Regions from separate parts of the Ovis aries genome. Here region 1 is linked to region 2. Evidence: chromatin contacts called from public Hi-C data. All regions are on one chromosome and are shown on one strand. Each heading gives the region's core, a stretch centred on a gene start, on an enhancer-like site or on the middle of the called end of the contact. The rest is flanking DNA. Distances are from core to core; before and after follow the strand shown. Region 1 overlaps IL6ST (interleukin 6 cytokine family signal transducer). Region 2 overlaps ANKRD55 (ankyrin repeat domain 55).

Evidence for each region. A called contact is a pair of places that touch in the nucleus more often than the background predicts.
Region 1: a Hi-C map of mixed tissues shows a contact between it and region 2, with 4 times the contacts expected there. The contact joins two enhancer-like sites. A contact is called at or near these places in 3 of 16 Hi-C or Micro-C datasets (mixed tissues, omental adipose tissue and tail adipose tissue).

Annotation. Positions count from the first base shown.
Region 1 is chr16:23,393,620-23,397,094 of ARS-UI_Ramb_v3.0, reverse strand. All of the region lies in intron 2 of IL6ST (interleukin 6 cytokine family signal transducer), which reads right to left. Among named protein-coding and RNA genes, the nearest start is that of IL6ST, 27 kb to the right of the region's middle. Within about 2 kb of position 1,759, at least 18 of the 54 cell types and tissues checked have an H3K27ac peak or open chromatin away from gene starts, as enhancers often do.
Region 2 is chr16:23,259,301-23,262,899 of ARS-UI_Ramb_v3.0, reverse strand. It overlaps ANKRD55 (ankyrin repeat domain 55), which reads right to left. Exons shown (of 10, transcript XM_060400417.1): 9 at 895-1,556. Among named protein-coding and RNA genes, the nearest start is that of ANKRD55, 96 kb to the right of the region's middle. Within about 2 kb of position 2,264, at least 7 of the 54 cell types and tissues checked have an H3K27ac peak or open chromatin away from gene starts, as enhancers often do.

The DNA of each region.
Region 1 (3,475 bases), core at 510-3,009, 130 kb before region 2:
CTATATTCTTAGTATGTATAGCAACCTCTTCTCATCAACCCTACTTTGGCTGCTGGCACTCAGGCAATCACATTATACCACAATCGGACCTCCTTCTAGTTTATCTTAAACATACAGCTCCCAAAGTTACTGTTCAAAAATGATTATGCCATTTCCCTATTTTAAATTACTTAATGCCTACCTATTACCATCAAGATAAAATGCTCAATACTTGACATGATTCTATCCTTCTTCTCTATTCTCACTATCTAGAAACTTAAGGCAGCTTTCTTGAGTGAATGCCAATGGAATTTGAAGTTCTAACAGCTTTAATTTATTCACTTGGAAAATGAAGTTAATAATGACTATCTTGAAAGTTTCTTGCGATTAGATATTAGTTATGTAAAGAACCTACTACAATGCCTGGTCTTCAAAAGGCCTCCAATAAATGGTAGCCTGTCACCATTGCTTGGCTTCCCTGGTGTCTCAGTGGTGAAGAACCCACCTGCCAGTGCAGGAGATGCAGGTTTGCTCCTGGGTCAGGAGGATCCCCTGGAGAAGGAAATGGCAACCCACTCTAGTATTCTTGCCTGGAGAATCCCATGGACAGAAGAGCCTGGTGGGCTACCATCCCTGGCGTTACAAAAGAGCGACTAAACAACAACAAATCATCATTACTACTATTATCCAGAGACAAGTAATCTAGTCACATTGACTCTGGAAACGTCTCTCAGAGGTGACGGGTTCTAGCAGTTAAGGTAAAAGATGTATAGAATCAGAGAATCAAAAAACTGATAACAACCTTGGAGAGAATTTACTTCAATCGTTTATTTTATAAAGAACGCTGAGATACTTTTATGGAGTAAACCTCAAATATCAGGCAGATTCTTCCAATTCTCAACTTGGTCCCAGGCTAGACTGCACAAAGGATAAAACTACTTTTAAAAACTAAACAATTAACTTCTTATTCCATATCTGTCATTATGCTCATAAGGCCCAGAGTGAAACTGTTTGTTTCAAAGCTTGTGCTGTGGCCTGTTTGTGTGGCCTTCCGTTACTGATGCATGGCTGTGGCACGTCCTAGCACACAAGCTCCTGTCAATGTCCATCCTGTGACAGAGTTACCTGGTGACAATGAGCAAGTCCTTAAAACCCCTCCAATCGCACTTTGTTCCTTGGTAAAATCATTCCTGTTTGACTTTCTCTTTAATAATGAGAGGGAACCTTACCTAGGAAATATACTTCAGAGTACTAAAGAACATGGGATATAGCCAGAGACTAAATAACAATTTTTAATCACACAGAATAAGAAATACTAGAAACAGGCAAATGTTCCAGTTTGCGAAATGAAGCACAGGCTCACTGAAACCATCCTGTGCCAAATGAAATCCACTTTTACAGGATTACTAGGCTGATTTTTGACTACTCTTGATCTATAGAAACAGATATTTCGTAACTTCAAACTAAAACATTTTCATTTGATTACCTACATATAAAAAAATCACTGACTAAAAAAAGTCAATGAGAGGGAGGCTAAAGGAGTATGGCTGAAGTGCCTCCCCTCAAACCTTGGGGCAGACTGTACTTTCCAAAGAAGGTCATGCTTATAAATGCATCCTATTCAACATGCTCATCTTACAAAGTGACTAATACTCCTCCAAAGAAATGAGGTCCATGTTTCCCTTTTGCTCTCAGATCTTTAAGGGTGCTTATGCCTGCCCCAGCCAACAGAGTGTGCTAAATGACTTCCAAAGCTAGATCATAAAAAAATACAACTCCTGACTAGCTCTCTTTTTCTCTTGCGACATTTGCCATGGAACCCAGCCACATGTAAGCAAGCCAAGGCCGCAAGGACAGACCACATGTGGTGTTTTAGCTAAGAGCCCCAAAGCCCTGAATCTACAGCCATCATCAATACCAGACATAATAAGTGAATGAGACTTCAGATGACTCTAGCTACTCAGCACTGAATATTCTAGCTGAGGGCCCAGATATCACAGGGAAAAGGAGAATCTCTGTGTCTGACTGAGCCAGTCACACATAAACCATGAGAAATAATAAGTAATGCCATTTTAAGGTATGAAGCTTTAGAGTAAGCTGTCTGGCAGCAACAGATAATATAGTCCTGTTATTTTCAACCTTTTTATCAACAACTTAGGGGGAAAACAGACACACACACTTGTCAAATCAGCAAAAGATTATAATGGATTGCCAATAATTTGGATAATGTCAGGATTCAAAATTATGCTGAAGGACTAGACTGATAGGCTAATAAATCTGGCAAAATCATCTTCTATTTAGGTTGATAAATAAATATAGAGTGAAGGGGAAATGGCTTTAAAGTAATTGACGTGAAAACAATCTGAGAATTTTCAGTGACTGGTAGGTAGATGGCTTAACATTAAACTACAGTGTATCTTAACTGGCAAAAAATTATGCTGCTTTAATAAAAATGATCCTTCAAAAGTAAATAATAAAATCACTATACTCAGAATATGTCGAGTTCTGATATATTTTTTCCTTAAGTGCATTTTATTCAAACCTTAATAATAAATATATTATTACATTCCTTTTTATAAAGTGTACTATGGGCAGGTACTGCCCAAATGCCTTCTGTGTATTAACTCATTTAAATCTCACAATAACTCTAGAAGTTAGAGACATTACTATCCCCATCTTACAGATCATGAAACCGAGACACAAATTAAGTGACTGGCTAAAGTTTCACTGTTGTTAACTAGAATTAAGTAGGATGGTGAGGTGAAGGTGAGGTGAAGTCGCTCAGTAGTGTCCGAGTCTTTGGGACCCCATAGATTGTCAGGCTTCTCCACCTATGGGATTTTCCAGGCAAGAGTACTAGAGTGGGTTGCCATTTCCTTCCCCAGAGGATCTTCCCAACCCAGGGATCGAACCCGGGTCTCCCACATTGTAGGCAGACGCTTTACCGTCTGAGCCATATGATATGAAAAATCAAGGGAAGAGTCAGGAGGGTAATCAGTGCATACAGATTGGAAGTCAAATCCGACAAAGAATAATTAGGATAACTAGGTAAATTTAATTTGGGCAAGAGAGGGGTTAGAAAGCATTCCTTCAATACTTGAAGACTTGAACAGTGGAAAAGGAAAGTGGATCTACAATAGAAGGATTTTTTAAGGTTAATGAGAAAAAGTTACAAGGAAGAAAATTTGGGTTTAAGACTAAGGAAAGACTTTTAAATGAGAAAAAATTTCAGCCTAAGGTTTGTATCATTTCCAGTGTTTAAAAAGAGGCTGCATTCTTGAATTTAAAGAGGGTTTGACTTAGAGCAATACTTCTCAAATTATCTGGGGTAAAGGATCAGTTTAGGTTTTATTCACCCAATCCTTTACAGACATACACTTTTGTTTTATATTATGTTTGATGAGGCAAGTCCATTGATCACATGCTTGGATATCATGGCTATGCCAAATTGTTAAAAGCATTTCTAAACATTTATTCTTAATTTCTGTACTCATCT
Region 2 (3,599 bases), core at 1,015-3,514:
ATTTTTAAATGTTAGTGATTAATTCACTTGATGACAAAATAAGCTATTATAGTAATGACCTGATTTTGGCAGCTGTTCTGAAGCCTGTGCTTTAGAACAATAGATCTTAGTCTCCACTGTACCTCAGAATCACCTGTGGGTGATTAAAAAAAAACATAAATAAAAGTTTTAGTGTGATATGTTTGTTTAGAAATGGGTGAAAAGTACATATATATATTGCTTGTATGTGTACAAAAATATAGATTCTTTAGTGTGATGTGCTTATTTATTTAAAATGTATATATATATATATATATACACAAATACTTAAATATGTATAAAATACTTCTGGAAGGACAAGCAAAAAATTAAGAACATAGTTTGCTTCGGATGAGGGGCTACATAGCTGCAGGCAGACACAGGTAATCTGCCAGGTAATCCTTTGACTTGTTTGGAGTCTTGAACCATAAGTGTGTGATGTGTTCCTTTTCTACACATACATGTGGAAGGCATTACTCTTTTCCCTTCTGCCTCACCAAAATTTTGGTTCAGTGGGCCCACAGTGGGCACTGAACACCTGATTTAAAAGCAAACTGTCACACAAACAAATCAACCCCTTGTAGGTGATATTGCTGAGGATACCTGCTTAAAAATCCTTGCTGGTGGAAATAATAATATTGCTGCTCCAATCTGCAAGTCACCACACACATATTTGGTGGGATGGGATAAGATGAGAAGGCACAGCTTCTACCTGATAATTGCCCTCAGGTTGGAAAAGCAGACTGTTTGCATAGCCTAGACATCCTGAATCCAGTGGACTAAAGGGAAGTCCTCCAGGCTACCTACTCTCCCTCACTCAGGATGGTGTGACATGTTTCTTGTACAGAATCTGTCAGGAATGAGGAAGGACATTACCTGATGAAGGATTAGGTAGATGAGGAAGATGTGGGGGCCCTGATACTTCCTGGTGGCCAGATCTGCTGGTAAGCAACCTGTCTAGCAGCTTGTCAGATGAAGACATAGTCCAGGCTTTACAGAGCACTGGGTGAGAATCACCTTTCCAAGAGTTATCTAGCAATGCCTGGCAGCCAGTTCTGTTATTCAACAAATCTTGCTCACTTCGGCTTTTCTGAGATCTCTGAGCCGCATGATGAGTACCAGAGCTCAGGCCAGCATGGGAAGTGGCCCCCTGGGAGGCTGTCAGGAAGTTATGGCCCAGGGTGATGGGTGGGAGGCTCTGTGTTCTGATTGGTGGAAGCCCTTTACGGGCCAGAGGCTTCTTTTCTGACAAGTGATATTTTGAGTTTTCTGAGGTCCTCTTCTTAAACTCAACCATAGCCACCTGCTCACCAGGCTGCTCTTGGCAGTTGGTATCCACGTTGCTGTCAAAGGTGGTGATGATGTCATCGACTTCCGAGGTGTGCTCCCCCCTGTGCCAGTCCCTGCTGGGGTCCTTCTGATAGGCCCTCTGCTCTTCCTTTCTGTTCTTGCAGAAGATTTGATTGAGCATGCCGAATCGTCCCTCCTTTTTCTGGGGTCTACTGTTCTGGGCAGGAAGGGGTCTAGGAGGCTCTGTTCTATAGGAATATAAAACAAGGATGCTCTGTGAGAACAGGAAGTGGCGCAACAGCAGTCATCAAACAAAATACCTCCCTCTATTCCATCTCCAGGAAGGAGATCACTCAAAGTCATTCAGCGCCCTCTCAAGTTAAAGGTGATGTGCAAACGCTACTCACAACACCCTTTGCTACCCCCTTCCTTGGCATGGTCAGTTTGCTGTCCATAATTAGAATATTTCTTAGTTAGATTTTGCTTGTTCCTTTGGGAACTATCCTTTCAAAATGTGTTTTTGCCAGGGGATCAAGTAAGTTGAAAATACCAAATACCTTCAGGGGTTATTGTTCTCACTTCTTAAGGCCAGTCAGTAGGAGTGCCAGCTTTAAGTCAAAGAAATAAAGGCCACATGTTGTGTTCAAGCTGTAGAGAGCAGCTGGATGGAGGCTGCAGAGCTGGGGGAGAGGAGTATGATTTTTTCAGGTGTTCTCTGTAAAGGCTCCCCGGAGATAAGGGCAGAGCTCTGACATTATCCACCTCAGGAAGCCTGCCCATTTTACACTGTTTGTGTGTTATTTGTTTCCTGTTGAGTTTTTACTAAATTTCCTATTGAAAAACACTTAAAATAAAACATACTAAAAGAAGCCAAGGAGAGAAGCTTTTGTCTGGGCTTGGGCTGCAGAACAGGAAGTGTGTATGCCAGAATTTGGGCGTGGAAGCAGAAGAAAAGTGAGCAATGTCCAATGGGCAGGCAAATTCTGCAGGGGAAAAAGATCTGCAGTTGTCTGCCTAGCTCTTCTTGTGTGGAGTTTCCCTGAGGCACTATGCTGTTTTTGTTGCTTGGAAAGTTCTGTATTATTCTCTTTTGAGGCCACAATTGATTAGTGCTTTCTGCGGTATGAGTTAATGATGAAACCGGACCTGCGTGCATGCCCTAAAAGCAATATTGCAACATTTCTTTTTGCAGTGAGATATTGTAACCTGTGGTTTGAAAAGTATCACTCCTCATTTTGGCCACATATAATGAAGTTTTTTCTTTTTCCTGTAGGTCACACAGTGTATAATTGAATCTTTATTCCTGTGATGAATTTTTATCTTCCTCCTTTCACCTTCCAAAAAGCTTTGTGAAATATGAAACACAGATTCCGCACTCCTGACATTAGCAGAGAGAGAACCCCAGGAGATCTCTAGCATTCCTGCAAGTTTTCCCATATAGAATATGCCCCTGTGCTAACTAAATTAACTAAATGCTAGTATTCTTGCCTGGAAAATCCCGTGGGCGGAGGAGCCTGGTAGGCTGCAGTCCATGGGGTCGCTAAGAGTTGGACACGACTGAGCGACTTCCCTTTCACTTTTCACTTTCATGCACTGGAGAAGGAAATGGCAACCCACTCCAGTATTCTTGGTTGGAGAGTCCCAGGGACAGGGGAGCCTGGTGGGCTGCCGTCTATGGGGTCGCACAGAGTCGGACACGACTGAAGGGACTTAGCAGCAGCAGCAATGCTACTTCAGCATCTTCTATAATCAATTTCCTCTTCCTATTAAGGTTGTGATTTTGGCCAGTAGGTCTCAAAGTGTGGTCCATTGAACCCTGGAGGTGAGGTCTCCGACAGGCCTCATGAGGTTAAAACTATATTCATAATAATATCAAGATGTCTTTTTCACTGGACTGCTTTTTACACCAAGCATGCAAGAGAGCAAATGGGCAAAACAATGGGCTCCTTGGCACAAATCAAGGTAGTAGTAACAATAGACTTTCATTAAAACAAAACTGCCATTTAATTTAATAATATTGATTTTTGAGATGCCTTTTTTTTAAGACAAAATAGAAAGTACTCATAAGCAATTCTGCTGTATACTGGCATCACTGACTCAATGGGCATGAGTCTGAGCAAACTCTGGGAGAACTACAGGGGAGCCTGGAGTGCTGCAGTGCATGGGTTCACAAAGAGTTGGACATGACTGAGCGACTAAACAACAACTCTATACTAAGATATGATGGATGTTTTCAGGTAAAACATTTGTGGGATTGTTTGAGCTGAACTAGATACTTTTTTCCCCCATGA